Regions from separate parts of the Mus musculus genome. Here regions 1, 2, 4, 5 and 6 are each linked to region 3. The links are chromatin contacts, called in public HiChIP or PLAC-seq and promoter capture Hi-C maps. All regions are on one chromosome and are shown on one strand. The core of a region is the stretch at or near the end of the contact, and the rest is flanking DNA. Distances in the headings are between cores, read along the strand shown. Region 1 holds the start of Trim69 (tripartite motif-containing 69). Region 2 overlaps Frmd5 (FERM domain containing 5). Region 3 holds the start of Golm2 (golgi membrane protein 2). Region 4 overlaps Frmd5 (FERM domain containing 5). Region 5 holds the start of Mfap1b (microfibrillar-associated protein 1B). Region 6 holds the start of Serinc4 (serine incorporator 4).

What was found. Promoter capture Hi-C pulls out the DNA fragments that hold promoters and counts their contacts. HiChIP or PLAC-seq counts read pairs in DNA pulled down with a chosen protein or histone mark. Capture Hi-C pulls out chosen DNA fragments and counts their contacts.
Region 1: a promoter capture Hi-C map of pancreatic islet shows a contact between it and region 3. The contact joins the promoter of Trim69 here to the promoter of Golm2 in region 3. A contact is called at or near these places in 2 of 39 promoter capture datasets (liver and second pharyngeal arch cranial neural crest) and 1 of 9 other capture datasets (pancreatic islet).
Region 2: an H3K4me3 HiChIP or PLAC-seq map of stem cell-derived neural progenitor cells shows a contact between it and region 3, with 2.8 times the contacts expected there. The contact joins the enhancer-like site here to the promoter of Golm2 in region 3. A contact is called at or near these places in 20 of 39 promoter capture datasets (the 3T3-L1 cell line, 3T3-L1-derived adipocytes, the C10 cell line and 11 more), 4 of 484 Hi-C or Micro-C datasets (cortical neurons and embryonic stem cells), 13 of 115 datasets of contacts at active chromatin or transcription factors (the NIH/3T3 cell line, the SCID.adh cell line, VIP interneurons and 8 more) and 4 of 9 other capture datasets (adipose tissue, embryonic stem cells, liver and 1 more).
Region 4: a contact with region 3 is called in a promoter capture Hi-C map of the HPC-7 cell line. The contact joins the enhancer-like site here to the promoter of Golm2 in region 3. A contact is called at or near these places in 23 of 39 promoter capture datasets (the 3T3-L1 cell line, 3T3-L1-derived adipocytes, the C10 cell line and 13 more), 10 of 115 datasets of contacts at active chromatin or transcription factors (T-cell acute lymphoblastic leukemia, VIP interneurons, embryonic basal ganglia and 6 more) and 4 of 9 other capture datasets (adipose tissue, embryonic stem cells, liver and 1 more).
Region 5: an H3K4me3 HiChIP or PLAC-seq map of bone marrow-derived macrophages shows a contact between it and region 3, with 7 times the contacts expected there. The contact joins the promoter of Mfap1b here to the promoter of Golm2 in region 3. A contact is called at or near these places in 7 of 39 promoter capture datasets (the 3T3-L1 cell line, cranial neural crest, hippocampal neurons and 3 more) and 2 of 115 datasets of contacts at active chromatin or transcription factors (bone marrow-derived macrophages and stem cell-derived neural progenitor cells).
Region 6: a contact with region 3 is called in a promoter capture Hi-C map of neural stem cells. The contact joins the promoter of Serinc4 here to the promoter of Golm2 in region 3. A contact is called at or near these places in 1 of 39 promoter capture datasets (neural stem cells), 1 of 484 Hi-C or Micro-C datasets (embryonic stem cells), 4 of 115 datasets of contacts at active chromatin or transcription factors (astrocytes, bone marrow-derived macrophages, embryonic forebrain and 1 more) and 1 of 9 other capture datasets (pancreatic islet).

Annotation. Positions count from the first base shown.
Region 1 is chr2:122,159,324-122,162,023 of GRCm38.p6, forward strand. Trim69 (tripartite motif-containing 69) reads left to right here and starts at 1,385. Exons shown (of 7, transcript NM_080510.3): 1 at 1,385-1,573. The coding sequence starts at 1,568. All of the region lies in intron 2 of Patl2 (protein associated with topoisomerase II homolog 2 (yeast)), which reads right to left.
Region 2 is chr2:121,574,706-121,577,406 of GRCm38.p6, forward strand. It overlaps Frmd5 (FERM domain containing 5), which reads right to left. Exons shown (of 14, transcript NM_001360084.1): 5 at 1,617-1,714. Among named protein-coding and RNA genes, the nearest start is that of Wdr76, 69 kb to the left of the region's middle. Within about 2 kb of position 1,401, at least 28 of the 459 cell types and tissues checked have an H3K27ac peak or open chromatin away from gene starts, as enhancers often do. A contact at or near this core is called in the NIH/3T3 cell line, the SN4741 cell line and stem cell-derived neural progenitor cells, where this site is marked.
Region 3 is chr2:121,865,622-121,868,321 of GRCm38.p6, forward strand. It overlaps Golm2 (golgi membrane protein 2), which reads left to right and starts at 1,349. Exons shown (of 10, transcript NM_001205369.1): 1 at 1,349-1,910. The coding sequence starts at 1,584.
Region 4 is chr2:121,550,608-121,553,307 of GRCm38.p6, forward strand. All of the region lies in intron 13 of Frmd5 (FERM domain containing 5), which reads right to left. Among named protein-coding and RNA genes, the nearest start is that of Wdr76, 45 kb to the left of the region's middle. Within about 2 kb of position 1,429, at least 18 of the 459 cell types and tissues checked have an H3K27ac peak or open chromatin away from gene starts, as enhancers often do. A contact at or near this core is called in the HPC-7 cell line and adipose tissue, where this site is marked.
Region 5 is chr2:121,472,675-121,475,374 of GRCm38.p6, forward strand. Mfap1b (microfibrillar-associated protein 1B) reads right to left here and starts at 1,349. Exons shown (of 7, transcript NM_001081975.3): 1 at 1,160-1,349. The coding sequence starts at 1,238. It also overlaps the pseudogene Gm14018.
Region 6 is chr2:121,455,494-121,458,193 of GRCm38.p6, forward strand. Serinc4 (serine incorporator 4) reads right to left here and starts at 1,271. Exons shown (of 12, transcript NM_001025371.2): 1 at 962-1,271; 2 at 498-662; 3 at 170-348. The coding sequence starts at 1,060. Hypk (huntingtin interacting protein K) reads left to right here and starts at 1,595. Exons shown (of 4, transcript NM_026318.3): 1 at 1,595-1,798; 2 at 2,153-2,208; 3 at 2,499-2,550; 4 at 2,656-2,700. The coding sequence starts at 1,613.

The DNA of each region.
Region 1 (2,700 bases), core at 135-2,634, 290 kb after region 3:
CATGCAGGGCATTTATTCCCAGCACTTGGGAGGCAGAGGTAGGTGAAATCTCTGTGAGTTTGAAGCCAGCTTAGTCTACATAGTGAGTTCTAGGACAGCCAGAATGTAGGCTATGTAGAGAAACTCTGTCTTGAAAACCAAAATCCAAAACAAATACAAAATAACAACAAAACCCACCCAAACCAATCAACCAAACAACAAACACAAACAACGACAATAACCCTGAAATCTAAGAAAACAAGCAGACAGAAGGAGGGTGTGCAGATCATTCACAGGGCCCCTCGAACTCTCTCACTAAGCCAGTGTTTACTACAGAGTGATAGCATGGAAGGCCTGGGGGCTAAGAAGACAGTTCTTTCTCACAAGAAGCTTGCGGTTTCTTGGGAAAGAGATCTGAAGACAAATCGGTTTAATGAAAGGAAGAATGTAGTATACCCAGAGCAGTGATAGAAACATCTGCCAGGTGCTGCTGCTGCACACAGCCTGCTCTGACTTCTCAGCAACTCTCTTGGCAGGAGGGGCAGCCTGTGCAAAGCCAGAGAAGCAAGGCATTTGTGGGCAGTCTCTAACTCTGGCATGCTGTTGTCCATGCTAAGGCTGGATAGCAGGCAGACACTAACCACTCAAGGCAATATACTGAGTTAGAATTACTGTAAGCAAAACATCAAACCCGCGGGCTCCCAGACTTGAGCATGGTCTAGGGACGAGCGTCTAAGCTAAAAGTGCTTACTTAGACTTTTAGAGAAAGCTGTGTGAACAGCATCTTTCCCTGCTGCCTTAGGGTCCAGCTCCAGACCCTGCTACTTGATCAGGTCTGCTTCAGGAGATGCCAAGAAGACAGGGAGAGCCAAACAGCTACCCCTGAAAGGCTCTGTGTCTGGAGGTGACGGGTCCAGCTAGGATAAAGAGAAGCCGCTCCAGTCAGGGGTACAGCTGATGCTGCTGTTTGTTCTCTCTTCCCTCGAGCAGCCTCATTCCCAAGTGAGATCTGAAAACCTTAAAATTACATTACCAGGGCTGGAGAGATGGCTCAGCCATTAAGAGTATTTATGGTGCTTACAGAGGACCAGAGTTTGGCTCCCAGTACTCACATCAGGTAGTTCACAACTACTTGTAACTCCAGCTCCAGGGAATTTGATCCACCTCTCTGGCCTCTGTGGGCACCTCCATACATGACACACACTCGAGCACAAACATACTCACACATAACTCAAGATTAAACATTTAAAAATTAGATTACCACCTGAAGTTTAAAAGAATCCCATCCCAAATAAAATAATAAAAGGGGTTGGCAGGTCATTCCAATCCAATCAGAGTTTGTCTATCTCAGACGCGAATATCATCAAAGCAACTGACAAACTGTCACGGAACCTGCTGGATCTCTAGCTTTGGCCTTGTCTGTCTTCTTCAGCTCCTGAACTCTCTTCTCCCTCCTCCTCTCATGGGCTCTGAGTCCATTCCTAGCATACTAACAGGCCCAGAACTCTTGGTCTGCAGCCATCCTGGGCTCACTGAGCAAAGCCAAGTTGCCTGACTCTGCCCCCTGGTGGCCTAATGACCAAGTTTCATGGAGGTAAGTTATTCTCTAACCACTCAGCGGGTTTTCTACACACAGGGTAGGAAACAGGGTATTGATTGTGGATCAAGAAGGGAAATCAAAGAAATATTTAACATGTAGCCTTTACCTTCTAAACTCTAGGCCTTTGGATAAACAGAAATTAGAGATGTGGGTAAGAAAGTAAGGAGGTCCACCATAACTTTTTGATAATTAAGACAAACATTATACAAAAGTTAACCTCTTTATCAATATAACTACTATCTTTAGATGAAGAATTATTAGTTATAACATTTTTTCATACTATAGGTCTTGGTATGTTATATTTACAACAGAGGTGCAGTTAAACATTTTTAGAAATCACATTTGTGTATTTTGTGTAGATATGTGGGCGTGCATACCAGAGCACATGTGTGGAAGTCAGAGGAAAATCTGCAGGATTAGGTTCACTCTTTCCACCATGTGGATCTCAGGGACTGAGTTTGGGTCGTCGGGCTTGGGAGCAAGCATCTTTTCCTGCTGAGCCATCTCACCAGCCCAGTTAAACGTCTTAAATTAACACCTTAAAACTAAAGTAAAGGAAGTTAGTATTCTAAACTTTAGTGTTGACAGACAAAAGAAAACATCGATTTACTTTAAGGAAGCCGGGTTTCCACGGAAACCCATCAAGGAATCTCAGTACATGGATCCGGATGCCGAGTGGGTCAGAACCCAGAGGTACAGATTTAGGATTTACTTCTGTGAGGCTGAACACGAAGTCAGGAAATTACTCACTTGTTAAAAGAGAGCAGAGCTAGAAGAAAGCCAGAGAAGATACTAAGAATAGAAAGGGGGATGGAAATTACTCATGGGGAAAGAACCAGGGTAGTAGTGCACTCGGGGCCAAAGGAGAGGGTTTCAGGTTTCAAGAGGGTGGAGACCAAGAGTATTCTTAAAGAGCAGAGATTCAGACAAGCTACTTCCAACACATTCCTTAAGCCCCTACCACAGCCAAGTAATGTGCTGGCCATAAGAGCTCAGGAAGAGACAGAGGACAGTGGCATAGTTAATGTAATGCAACAGCTTTCCTCGTTGGTTTTTTCTGTAATTGTTTGTTTTGTTTTAAGTCAGGGTTTTGCTGTGTAGCCCTGGCTGTCCCGGAATTC
Region 2 (2,701 bases), core at 151-2,650, 290 kb before region 3:
CGGCTCTGAGGGGACTCCGGCTCTGAGGAGGCTCCGGCTCTGAGAGGGCTCTGGCTCTGAGGGGCTCTGGCTCTGAGGAGCTCTGGTTCTGAGGGGGCTCTGGCTCTGAGGGGCTCTGAGGGGGCTCCGACTCTGAGGGGCTCCGGCTCTGAGGGGGCTCCGGCTCTGAGAGGGCTTCGACTCTGAGGGGGCTCTGGCTCTGAGGGGCTCTGGCTCTGAGGGGGCTCTGGCTCTGGGGGGCTCCGATTCTGAAGGGGCTCTGACTCTGAGGGGGCCGTTCCAGGACCAGTCCAGGACATGTCGCAGCTGGACTCAGTGCTTTCCTCTGCAATTATGGTACCTTCCAAGTTATCCAAGGGCTAGGTATGGCAGTGGTAGATGTCTGTAGTCCCGAGTACTGGGAAGTCTGAGGCAGGAGAATCAATCACTTGAGCCCAGAAATTCAAATCTAGCCTGGACAACATTGTGAGGTTATAATTCAAAAGCAAAAAAACAAAACAAAAACCAAGAACCAAAAACACAGCCAAATTCCAAATCCTTTGGATATTTCTCTTATTTAACAAAAGAAATAGCTTTCCTTCAGGGAAGAGTGACCTCGAACCTTGAGGTCATTTACTTTGATTTTATTTGAAAAGCTTCAAGGGGAAAATGTTGATGTTGGCCACCAATACTTTTTTTGAAAAAAAAAAATTCAATATAATTATCAGGGTGGACCCAAGGAAATGACTTTGTTAAAAAAGTTTAACATGGCAACCAGAACAGGCCAGGCTTCCTTTCAAAAAGAAAGGGGGACTCTCTGGGTGCCTCATGATGCACGAGCTCTTTCTGCACTCCCCATTTGACTGGTACAGGAATGGCCCCCCTCAGAGTCAGTGCCCTCGAGGGGTTCACTTTCCCATCTTAGCACAGGTCTGACACTTCTCCTGCCAGCAAGCTCTTTGCAAATTCTCCATTAGTTGCTTCTGAGAGTTCCCTGACTCATAATCAGGGGTTCACGGTTTTTTTTTAATGGAAACTTCATGGTCTTATGTCCAAAACAATCCTGTGGTTAATGACAGTTTTAGGCAGGAGGACTAAGAAAATTCTGAGGTGGCTCTTGAGTGCTCTCAGCGTTTTGTGAGAGAAGGGCCTGGCGGATGCCCCACACTTTCTTGACACATTACCACAGCTGGTCTGGAAACCAGCAGCCAGAGGCTCAGCTCTTTCTTGTCAGCTTTGAGAAATAGCTTCTCACTTGAGAACACTTGAAACATTGAACACTCTCAGCAGAGAGTTCCCATCATGCCTCAGACTTCGGTGAGTTGTGTGTGGGGGGTGAGGGGGTGGGGGTGGGAGCAGGTGATTCCTGATTACTTCCCGGCATCCCAGAAACATTAGCATGCAGGGTACAGCGCAAGCCTGCAAAGGTCCAGATGACTCAGGGGCTAGCCACGAGGCCTTGGCTGCGGCAGGGCACTGGGCTTTTGGCTCTGGATGGCGCAGGCAAAATCCTTTAACTCAAACACTGCTTCAAGTTAGAAGCTGTTTTGATCTAAGAAGTCGTCATCTGTGGTAAATGGAATAATGTAATCAGGACTTAGCATGAAAAGCAAATGTATTCTGTCCAAAGTCATTACCTTGAAGGATATAGGCCGCTAACAAGGCGGCATCCGATGTTTTACAGAGAAGACGGCCGTGGTAGAGATCCCTTTTGATCTGAAGGAAGACTAAGTACCTGCGGAGACAACAGAGAACGAACTAGAAAGGATTGCTTTCGTTGCTTTAAAGACACAAATATGTAGTATAAGCCTATCAAAATCCTTGTCGGGAAATTTTTCCTACATTAAATTTTTTTTCATACCACAAAACAAATACATTTTCCATTTCCTCCCAGGCTCTCGGATACTTTGCTCTGCACTGTTAATTGTTTAAGGTTCAGATCAAAAACTTACTTGTATGGCTCAACATAGACATATCACTTCCTGGAATAAACATTCCCCAAGCCCCCATTCCACACTGCCTCCACAGTGCTGGGATCTGGAGGGAGCCAGCCCCTGGTGGTCTGTTACAACCAGAAAAAAACTGTGCTGTCAGAGATGGGGAAATGGGCCTGTCTCGGCCTCTAGAGTGGAATACTGGGTGAAGGAAGAGATCAGGCGGGGTTTTCGGTAGATGTCCCCCTGCAGATTATTGACAGAGGTCAATCAGATCTCTCCAAATGCAAATAAAAAGTGAGATGTGAGGGGCTGCTGAGATGGCTTGGCGGTTAAGAACATCTACGGCTTATGACACTTGGTTCCCAGCAACCCTGTTGGGTAGCTTTCAACCTGTTGATAACTCCAGTTCCAGAGTATCTGACATCGTGGCGCCCTTATCTAGACACACACACACACACACACACACACACACACACACACACACACACACACACACACACACACTTTAAGATAAAGCAATTAGGGCTGGCGAGATGGCTCAGTGGTTAAGAGCACTGACTGCTCTTCCGAAGGTCCCGAGTTCAAATCCCAGCAACCACATGGTGGCTCACAACCATCTGTAACGAAATCTGATGCCCTCTTCTGGAGTGTGTGAAGACAGCTACTGTGTACTTACATATAATCAATAAATAAATCTTTAAAAAAAAGATAAAGCAATTAATTAAAACTGTGAGGAGTGGTACACATGTAAGGGCATAAAAGCAGGAGCTGTGGCTAACATCTCC
Region 3 (2,700 bases), core at 99-2,598:
AGCTTCTGCCTCAACACCCCAAATGCTGTAATTGAAGAGAGTTAATCTTCAACTTTGATGTAAACCAGCTAGTAAATTCTGGTACGTTTATGTCGTTGTTGTTGTTTGTATAGTATAAAAAAGAGAAACATCCTTCTGTGAAGGTATTTTTTTTTTTTTGGAAGCAGATGAACTTTATTTTTGAAATGCACAGGACACATGGAACAATTTTTCACTGTTGTAAAATCTTCATGTCTCAGAACTATAGGCCGGTTTGAATAAACACTTAAGTTTGTGTTCTTGACCCGGAGTCTGAAAAATAACTACAAATCCATCCTCTGGTTACACAGGTGAAAACCAGTAACTTTTTATTGTTTGTTTAAACAACTACACAAGCAGCACGCAGAGGGAACGAGCAGGGGATTCTCTGTAGCACTGAACATGACGCTAAACGTAGAACAACACCTGCTACAAAGCAGAGAGAGGAACAGTATTACGAGTTCTGTTACTTGGCTTTAAGCCCAGTTCAGAAGATACAGGACTCTGACGTTTCCGCACATCTTTGTTTCCGGGCTTTCTCCTGTGTAAAGCGTTGTTGGGATAGGAGGGATGTAAAACTAGGCGTGCAGAAACAACTTGTAAGGGCTGCTATTGCTAATTCGGAATGTGTCAGCCGTCAGTAACGGCGCATTAGCTGCCATTCACCGAGGGCAGCTTCTGGGCTTTCTCCTCAGCTAAGTCGAGGGAAAAGCAGCAGAGCGTTTTAAAATAGGAGCACCGCATTTTGGAATTCTTCCTGTCCGTGACAGCAGTAACCTTGGAAACCAGGCTGCTAACACATCTCAATCGCAGAGCATCCTCAAGCTTAGCTTCTCTTGCTGTATTGTCTGGGCACCGCTATTCTGGGGGCTAATGTCAACTGTTTTTGTTTTTTTCCACCTCGGTGGCACAAACAACACCTAGCATAAAACCTTGCTAGACACCCATCAGGTCCCATCTTACCTAGAGCCTTCCCTACTTGGTGGCAGTCTCAGAATTGGTCCTGACAGAGGACACTCTGCCAAGGGGCCCGCTGATAGCAGGACCTCCCTAAACCTGGCCTCAGGGGACACCACCAGGTAACAGCACCACGCACACCCACCCAGGTACGCCGCGCGACCCCGACCCCGCGCCCCAGCCTCCAGAGAACCCTCGCGAGACAAGACCGCAAGGGGACGAGAAGAAGCCCACTATCTCGCGAGAAGAGGGGGCGTCGGCGGAAACGAGCTAATGCCCCCCTGGGCGCCCCGGCCCCAGCCGGTGGGCGTGGACCGAGGAAACCCGCCCCCTTCCGGCTCGCGTCCCCGCCCCCAGCCTTGAGGCATCGGGTCGCGAGTACCAGCGCCGGCTTCTCCCGCTTCCCTGCGGCGGGAGCCCGCTGGCCTTCGACTCTCGGAGGGGGCGCGGCGGGGGCGCAGAGGGGGCGGGGAGGACCCGCGACGCCCCGCCCCCCTCCGCGCTCTGGCGGCTCGGCCCGTCCCTTGGGGTCCGGGTCCCGAGGCCGCTGAGACAGCAGGCCGGCGCTGCCCGCAGGTGTCGGCGGCAGCGGCGGAGCCACCGGCCTCATGGTGGGTTTCGGGGCCAACCGGCGGGCCGGCCGCCTGCCGTCCTTCGTGCTGGTGGTGCTACTGGTAGTCATCGTCGTCCTTGCCTTCAACTACTGGAGCATCTCCTCCCGCCACGTTCTGCTTCAGGAGGAGGTGGCCGAGCTGCAGGGCCAGGTCCAGCGCACCGAGGTGGCCCGCGGGCGCTTGGAGAAGCGCAATTCGGACCTCTTGCTCTTGGTGGACACGCATAAGAAGCAGATCGACCAGAAGGAGGCCGATTACGGTCGCCTCAGCAGCCGGCTGCAGGCCAAGGAAGGCCTGGGGAAGAGATGCGAGGATGACAAGGTAAGGTCGAGCCCTTTCCTCGGCCCTCCTAGACTTTTTCTTTTCACTTCTGGGTGGGGTATTAATATTCGCCCGCCGGCGATTGCTGTATGCCGTCAGCGTGGTAGCCCTGGAAGCTCCCCAGACCCCCAGCAACCCTGTTTGTTGTCAGACTTTCCCGGTGTCAGCGCCACATTCTCTGTTCGCTTGCAGAGACTGTAAGTTCTGGTTCTCTAGAGTGGCCTATGTGTGGATACCACCTTTCCTCCAAGCTCAGCTGCTGAGCTGGCAGTGGTTATCATCTGGCCTGTGTGGCCGCCTTCGTTCCCGGCACACAGGCTGCCAGGTATATGTATGGGCATTGTCTCATCCACCTCCTGTGCAGACTGATCAATATTAATTTATTTCAGAATGCGGCCTTCTTCCCTTCTGGTGCTCAACATGTATTTGTCAACAGTATGGCTTTTTAGAAATCTCTATAAATTGATGTATTTTGCTAAGTAGATTTTTAAAAAATGAATTTTGTGTTGAAAGTGTTGTTATAGATGAGTCAGGAACCCGTATATGAGCCACACTTGTGACTTGAGTGCGGTTAATCCATTATCTTCTCAATTTGAATTGTTAATGAAATTAGCCGAAATGGTAGAATCTAAAAATAAGTTCTTAGGAACAGAATCTTATGTCTGTCGTTATAATTCTTGAAAGAAAATAAAATTGTGTGTGCTTAAATAGCTCTTAGGGCTGCTGCTTAATGCAGATAGAAAATACAAAATTTTAAATTTAAAAATCTTAAGTCTGGACTATGATCATG
Region 4 (2,700 bases), core at 179-2,678, 310 kb before region 3:
GTCCTGCTTTGGCTTTAACTCACTGAGTAGTCAAAGATGACACTGAACTCCAATCCCCCTGCCATCACCAAACGCTGGGAATACAGATGTATGCAACCAAGCTTTATCAAACTCAGAGCCTCGTGCATGTTACCCAAGCATTCTCCCAACTGAGCGACATTCCTAACCCCTCATCACCCCATGGTCTCCTTTCTGGTTTTAGGACCACTCTCACATATGTCAAGATTAAAAGGTAGTATCTGCATGGGAGAAAACACGTAGTATTTGTCTTGAGTCTGAGTTACCTCCCTTAATGGTGTCCAGATATGTCCATTTTCTACAAGTTTTCATATTTCAGAAGATTCATCTGCTATAGGAACCACCATTCACCCTGCCCCTCCTCAGACCCATTAGTCTCCGGGCGCTGGGGCAAAGTGGCACAGGTGTATTTACCTTTGAGGTGATCTAGCTGATGCCTCTGTCCAGAAGTGGCTCCCAGTGGGCCAGGGGGGACAGTTGTTAGGACCCTACACTGAAGCCGGGGTCCCATCCTCAGGATGCGGACGCTTAGGGTCCGAAGGCAGTGGTTAGTCAGCCGGAGCTGGACACGGACTCTGGTCTGAATCTTAATTAGACTCTTTCCCATGGCAGGCCAGGACGGCAGTTCCTTCTTCAAGGGACACCAGCCAGGCCCAGGAGGTACGGAGAGGAAATAGCCAGCTAGGTACAAAGAATCTCCACCCCCCAGGCCGTGGCAGCAGTGCCCTCCACCTGGACAGAGTGCTGACTCTCCAGAGCCTTATGTCAGGCTGAGCTGGAAGGAGGGAGAAGCGTGGAGAGCAGAGGCTATCCTTATCAGGGGACTGGAATAGGCCAGAAGTGCTTACATCCATAAAAAGCAATGCTTGCCAGCCTGCAGCTCATTCCCCGAGGCCCCGCGTGGCCCCGGCTCTCAGAGGGAAGGGGAAAGGCCGTGGACCAACTACAACTGTCCCAGAAAATAGGCTCTGAAGCCACAGGCAGGCTTTATCTAGGCCATGTGCACTGAAGTCACACAGGAACTGAGGAAGAAGTGGCTCCAGGGCTGGGAGTGAGCTGTGTCTGTCCATGTCCGACTGTCCTACAACCCACTTGGCTGAGCTCCACATTCTGTCCAGACACAGTGGGTAAAGGAAACTGACATTCCCCAGTGTCCTCTGGGCCTCCAAGACTGTTTTAAAAGTGTCCCTGTTTGTGGGGATTTTGTGCTTCATTCAAACTGTAATGCTGTGTTGTTGTTGTTTTTGTATTCCCCCCTCCCCCATTTTTAGAAAGCAAATGAAGCTTTTCTAGAAAAGTCAGAAGGCTTCTGTGATGTGCCTTCAAATGAGCTGACTTCACAGCCAAAAGCGTGTTCTTTGGGGTTTCGTTTGTGCCTTTTGAAGGCCCTGGTTCCATCCCTCATGGCTCCTCCCTACAGTCGGCTGTGCTCGTTAGCAGCACTTCACCACAGTTGCAAAAGGCCAGGCGGGAGGGCTTCTTCTTCTTCTTCTTCTTCTTCTTCTTCTTTTTTTTTTTTTTTTTTTTGGTTTTTTTCAAGACAGGGTTTCTCTGTAGCCCTGGCTGTCCTGGAACTCACTCTGTAGACCAGGCTGGCCTTGAACTCAGAAATCCTCCTGCCTCTGCCTCCCAAGTGCTGGGATTAAAGGCGTGCGCCATTACTGCCTAGCAGGGCTTCTCTTTAAAGTGCTGTACCTCACACTCAATCTCAGGATTTGGGAGGCTGAGGTGGGAGGGCTGCCTGTGCTACAGCGTGAAGCTTTGCCACCTCACCCTCACCCTCACCCTCACCCTCACCCTCACCAAAAGCAATGCATGTGCATTAGCATCCTTGTCAGTTGCCGAGCAGGCAGAGAGAGGCTCCTCTTTACAAATGAAGCAACCACCGGCCTTGGTGGTATCCGCCTATCCAGGTTTCTCCTTGGAGTTCTGTGTCAGCCATAAGTGAATAATACAAACCAGAGACCCTCCCACAGAATGATACTCATCCCTACCTGAGCAGTTCTGTGTGTGAGATGAGGTCTTGCTATGTACTTTATGCTGACCTTTAACTCCTGCCTCAGCTTCCTCTGCCTCCGAGTACTGATCGCCGCCACATCATTGCTAGGGACTAAACACTCCGCTGTGTCCCCACCTTTGTATAGAACCTCTACCTCCCACTGGGCTCTTACCCAAGAGACTGCTGTTATCTCTAAAGCAAATAGGATTTTTTCGAGTCTCTGGTCTGAGTGAGATTGTCTCCCAGAGTCTTGGGTGTTTGAGCACTTGGTGCCCAGTTGGCAGTGCTGAGGTGGTTTAGGATCTGGAGGAAGCACACCACTTGGGCTTCACTTCACTTCAGGCTCTCTCTCTACCGTGTGCTTGTTTGAAGATGCTAGCGCCCAGCTCTGTTCCACTGCTAAGCCAGCTAAGGCTGCCCTGCCTCTCCGCCGTGATATGCTTTGTGTTTTCAAGACAGGGTTTCTCTGTAACTCTGGCTGTCCTGGAACTCACTCGGTAGACGAGGCTGGCCTCGAACTCAGAGATCAGCCTGCCTCAGCCTCCTGGGATTAAAGGCCTGTGCCTGGCTCAAAATAAACTTTCCTACATACATTGTCTTGGTCCTGGAATTGTATCACAGCAGCAGAAAGTAACTAATACAGCCCCTGGGGAGGAACTTAGCCTCCTTACAGTGCTCAGACA
Region 5 (2,700 bases), core at 99-2,598, 390 kb before region 3:
GTCTCTTCTCCCCACAAGGTGTCTATGTGGATGCTCGGGGTCTGACCTCAGGCACAGTAAGGGCAGCTCTCTTCCTAGCTTCTCTCTCTGCGGTGCTGTGGCAGCCTTTACGACCTAACTTAACGTTCTGACTAGCCAGCTTCTACCTTTTCCTCCAGCTCTTGTGCTGAATCGGGAGATCTCTTCTATAACACAAACAGGGTGGAGCTCAAGAGGTGGCTCAGCAGCTAAGAGGCTCTGCTGCTCATACAGAGGTCCTGGATCAATTTTCCAGCATCTGCATGGCAGTCTGTTACAGTCTGATACTCCAGGCCCTCCTCTGGCCTCTGTGGGTACTGCACCCACATGGTGCATATCCATGCATGGAAGCAAAGCATTCATACACTTAAAAATAAACAAACAAAACAATTACAGTGAAAAGAAACACACAACATAGGCCTCTAGCTCACTTTCTTCTTTTTTTTTTTAAAGATTTTATTTATTTATTATATGTAAGTACACTGTAGCCGTCTTCAGACACTCCAGAAGAGGGCATTAGATTTCGTTATGGATGGTTGTGAGCCACCATGTGGTTGCTGGAATTTGAACTCAGGACCTTGGGAAGAGCAGTCGGTGCTCTTAACCACTGAGCCATCTCGCCAGCCCCACTTTCTTCTTATATTTTGATTTTTGTTACTGTTCTGCCTGTGAGCCTGGCCTTTAACGGTTGAGCCATCTATGCAGCATTATTATTATCATCATTTGTAAGGATGCTATGTGTGGATATGTGCACAAGCGTAGGTACTGGCAGAAGCCAGAGGTGTCAGATCTCCCTAGACTTGGGGTCCCAGGTTGTTGTTGAGTCACCTGAAGTGACTGCTGGCAATTGAACTTGCGCCCTGTGGTACAGCAGTACGTCCTCTCAACCGCTGATCTGCCTCTCCAGCCTCCTTTACTTCATATTTCGAGAGAGATCTCCTCACTAAATCGATCAGGTAGATGCAAGTGGATCCCGCTATCCCCTTTCTCTACGCCACCTGTGACTTTAGGCGGGACGCAGGAAGAAACTGCAGCTAGGTTTTAAGGGCCAGCCGAGCTGGCATGGTCGGCGTAAGGCAGGTTTGAGAGATACTCAGGATGAAAGAGTTCAGAGCCAACCGGAGGGGAGGGGAGCCCGTACCTTTCTCGTTTCGAACTGGGACGGCCCCAGCCGTAGACTGGATGGGCGGCTGCTTCATGAGTGCGCTTGGGACCGACATGGTGACGGCTGCCGCGGAGACTCTCCAAAACGGACTCAATCCCAACAACGAAGAGCAAGGAGCAGAACGCCGCGTCCCACAGGCTGTGCTGGACACAGCTGCGCAACTGACAGAAACAACTTCCGGCAGAGGTAGAGGAACCGGAAGTACATAACAGAGGATTGTGGGTAATTGGAGGGCGGCTGAGCGCTGATCGCTTAAAGGGCTAGCTTGAAATTTGTGCGCTTTCCTAAGGCAATTTTCTCGTCTTCAACCGCTCAAGAACTGGAAGGTCCTCCTGTCTGACAGTTGTTTCTTTTGGTTTTGGTAAGGTCCAGGAAGGTTCGGATTAAAGATTTTATTTATTACATTTTAGGAGAGACTGTTGGTGCATACTGTTTAAAGCTAGAAGTGTGGCCGAAAATGATGGTGCACCCCTTTAATCCCAGTAAGAAGCAGAGGCAGGCGGATTTCTGAGTTCGAGGACAGCCTGGTTTACAGAGTGAGTTTCAGGACAGCCAGGGCTACGCAGAGAAACCCTGTTTTGAAAAAACAAAAAAGAAAAAACAAATAAAAAATAAAAAGCTAGAAGTGTAAAGTGTTTCATCCGGATACGTGGGTCACGTCTGTAATCCCAGCATTTGGGAAGGTGAAAGAGGATTGCCGTGTTTTGTAGGCCAGCTTAGGCAACAAGAGAAGACTCTTCAAAAGAAAAAAAAAAAAAAAAAAAGGAGAATCCCTTAGGGGCCAATTGTTGATTTGGACACACATGCCCTTATTCTAGCACTGGAAAGACCGTGGCAGGTGGATTTCTGTAATTGAGGCTAGTCGGTCTACACAGTAAAAATTCTGGGAGGGAGTACAATATTATATAGGACTTTGAAGGTTCTGTTAATATAATTATCAAATTTTTTCACCTGTGTCCTTGCTTGGTGAAGACAGGAAATTGACAAACTTTAGTGAGGATTTTCAATGAGTCAAACAAGGACGAAGCTTACAAGCAGAAAAGCTTTAGAAGGCCAGAGTAGACAAAAATATTTTTGTTGTTGTTGTTATTATTAAAAATGTTTATTGGATTATAACCACATTACCCTCCCATCTAAATTAAGGGGGGGAGCCCCAAAGATATACATAAAAATAAGAAGTTCAAGTTAGAACCCCTCAGAGTTTGTAAACAACTATGCACTAAATGTTAACCTGAGAGAAACAGAAGTGTCTACCTTTAGCAAATTCTGCCGAGTGTGATGGCTCACACCTTTAATCCCAGCACCGGGGAGGCAGAGACAGGCAGATTTCTGAGTTCGAGGCCAGCCTGGTCTACAAAGTGAGAAACCCTTTACAGAGAAACCCTGTCTCGAAAAAACAAAACAAACAAACAAACAAAAACAAAACAAAACAAAAAACCCCAAATTCTTATTATTGGGGTGGGTGAGCCATGCCATATATGATGATCAGAGGACAATAGTGAGAAATGGCCCTTATG
Region 6 (2,700 bases), core at 21-2,520, 410 kb before region 3:
CTACAGTTAGAGAAGGTTTGCATATAACTATTACTTAAAATTTAGAGCCCAGGAGTTTATAAACATACTTTCTTTATTACAGTGTTCTTTCTTCATCCTGGAGTTTCTTTTAGCCAGCTTGTGTCTACTTCCCTCTATCCCATCCCCATCCAAAAAATTAAACACAAACCTGTTATGCAGCTGTGCCCGAGGGTTGGTGGGGGAGTGGAGGCGAACTAGCAGCACAGCCTGCAGCAGGTGGAAGGTGGCAGTTCCTGCACACACTCGATACACAGCGCCAGAGCCACTGAGAACTGGGCAGTCCGAGCTGCCAAACAGGTGGGCACATAGCACTGAGGGCATCTGGATCTGCAGGGAGTTGGTTGTGAGAAAAGTCAGGGCCAGCCACAATCTATGGACAGTCTCAACTTTTTACTGGTAGGTTGACTCCTTTGCTCCCTGTCCCAAATCTTAAAGGTTTTTTTTTTTCCCTCACATTGCAACCCTTGCCGACTTACCCCATGTGCTTTGCCCCAGACCCTTTCTACCACTGTCTTCGAAAGCAGGAGGCAGCAGATTGCTGAGGCTCCCACGTGGAGGAGGATGTAGAGCAGGCGGCTACACCTAGACTCTGTCAGAGAGTGGCAGCCACTGGTCCAAGAAACAGGTCCACAGCAGGATGCCTGGGGATAGAAGCAATGCAGAGTTTTTCAAAGGGTGTGGGGTTAACCAATGGTCAAATTCCCAAACCCTCCATCCTTCTGTCTGGTTATGAGCCTCTTAGGATTACCTTCCACAAAGCACTAGTAAGGTTTTCATTGCAAGAACTTTAAACTTTGGTGTATTCTTGAACCACTTAACTTTTTCCTAATGATCTATGGCTGGGAATGTGGAATGAGATGTTTACCTATTACCCAGGCAAAGAACCAGGTTTCTCATCCCAACTCCTAGCTTTTTAGCTATCTCTTCCCAAATGTCTCACCTGATTGAAGGGGGTTTCCACTACATTACTGACTCCACCGTGCTGCTGTGCAAGACCCTGGGTGGTGCTCCGGCCGGTGACAACTTTTGCACCCATCATTTTTGTTAGATGTAGATCCAGTATTGGAAAAACTGACGAGAAACAGCAGCTTCTCGGGATTTTCGCCCATTGGACAGTCGCTTTGCTGGCCTAATCATTCGTCTTAAGGCAGCATAGACATGTCATAAAATGAATACAGGTTACCAGGAAGTGGTAGATAGATGCAAATAGTCTTGTGAAGATGCCTTCGCCGGGCTTCCTATTCGGGATCATTCGGACTGTTATTCTGAGATTAGGAGCAGTTGGCCTATCAGGTCTAGGGATTAGGTTTTTTAATTGGTTTAGGATTAGCCACCTTGATTGGACAGAATTCCATGTGTGTGTCTCTATGTGTGAAAGGATTGCTCTTAGGAACAATGTGCCTTGGTGGTGTGGGTAGTGAACAGATAGTCGAAGGAGACTGCAGAAAACAAGCTGGAGAGGAAGTCAAAAGCGAACCTCTTTGCTAGCTGAAGCTTCTCAAGACAGGCACAAAGGTGTGGTCCACGCCTACCCCGCCCCTTATCTGGGCGGAAGCTGTGAGGGTTGCCGGAAGTTGTGAAGCGGCAGCCTATGCGGCGGCGCGGTGAGATCGAAATGGCGACCGAGGGAGACGTGGAGTTGGAGTTAGAGACCGAGACCAGCGGCCCGGAGCGGCCTCCCGAGAAGCCAAGGAAACATGACAGTGGTGCTGCTGACCTAGAGCGGGTTACTGACTATGCGGAGGAGAAGGAGATCCAGAGTTCGAATCTTGAAACGGTGAAGTTGGCTGGGAGCTTGTATGAGGGGTTGAGAGAGGGGCGGGAGAGAGGTGAGACTGACCGGTTTGCTGCTCACTGGGGCTCCGGGAAGGCTGATAGCAATGGTGGGATTTGGCAGTAGGGTGGGGCTAAGCGACAGCACCCACCCAGTCTGCTGTTTGCTTAAGAATTCGATAGAGATTGGGCCTAAATAGATCTCATGTGCACGAAATTAGGCGTAGTCCTTTGGTCCTGAGAACACTCGTAGTTGTGAATACCTGAAAACCACGTGGTTTTTATTTTTGGTATTGCGTTTTAGATCAGAAAATTTGCGTGGCACGGTGGTAGATAACTTGACTCGTGTTTTCTACAGGCTATGTCCGTCATTGGAGACAGACGGTCCAGGGAACAAAAGGCCAAACAAGAGCGGTAAGTTTAAAGCACACCACCAGCACTACCGGTAGGTCCTCGTTCTCCAGGGGAAAAAAAAGTTTACGTCTTTAACCAATTTCTACAGATCTAGGGATTACAACTTTGTTAGTGGAAGGAAAGATTCCAGGATACCTTACTGTAAAACCTCCAGGGGAAAGAGTTGGCGCGTTTATTTGCTATTTTCAGTAAACCTTGTTCCACCCATTTTCAGTGAGTAGCTGGGAGTGTTCCTTCTGGGAGTTTATAGCAGAGGCAGAGAATGAAAAGAAATGTATAAATATTTACAGGGAGAAGGAACTGGCGAAGGTCACTATCAAGAAGGAAGATCTGGAGTTGATAGTGAGTATTAATTTTTTAATGGATTCACAAGAGAAGTGCTACCTAATTTGGGCTCCTGAAACAAGTGGAGAAGAGGCTTTGGTGACGTGATTTTCCCTTTTGCAGATGACGGAAATGGAGATCTCTCGAGCAGCAGCAGAAAGGAGCTTG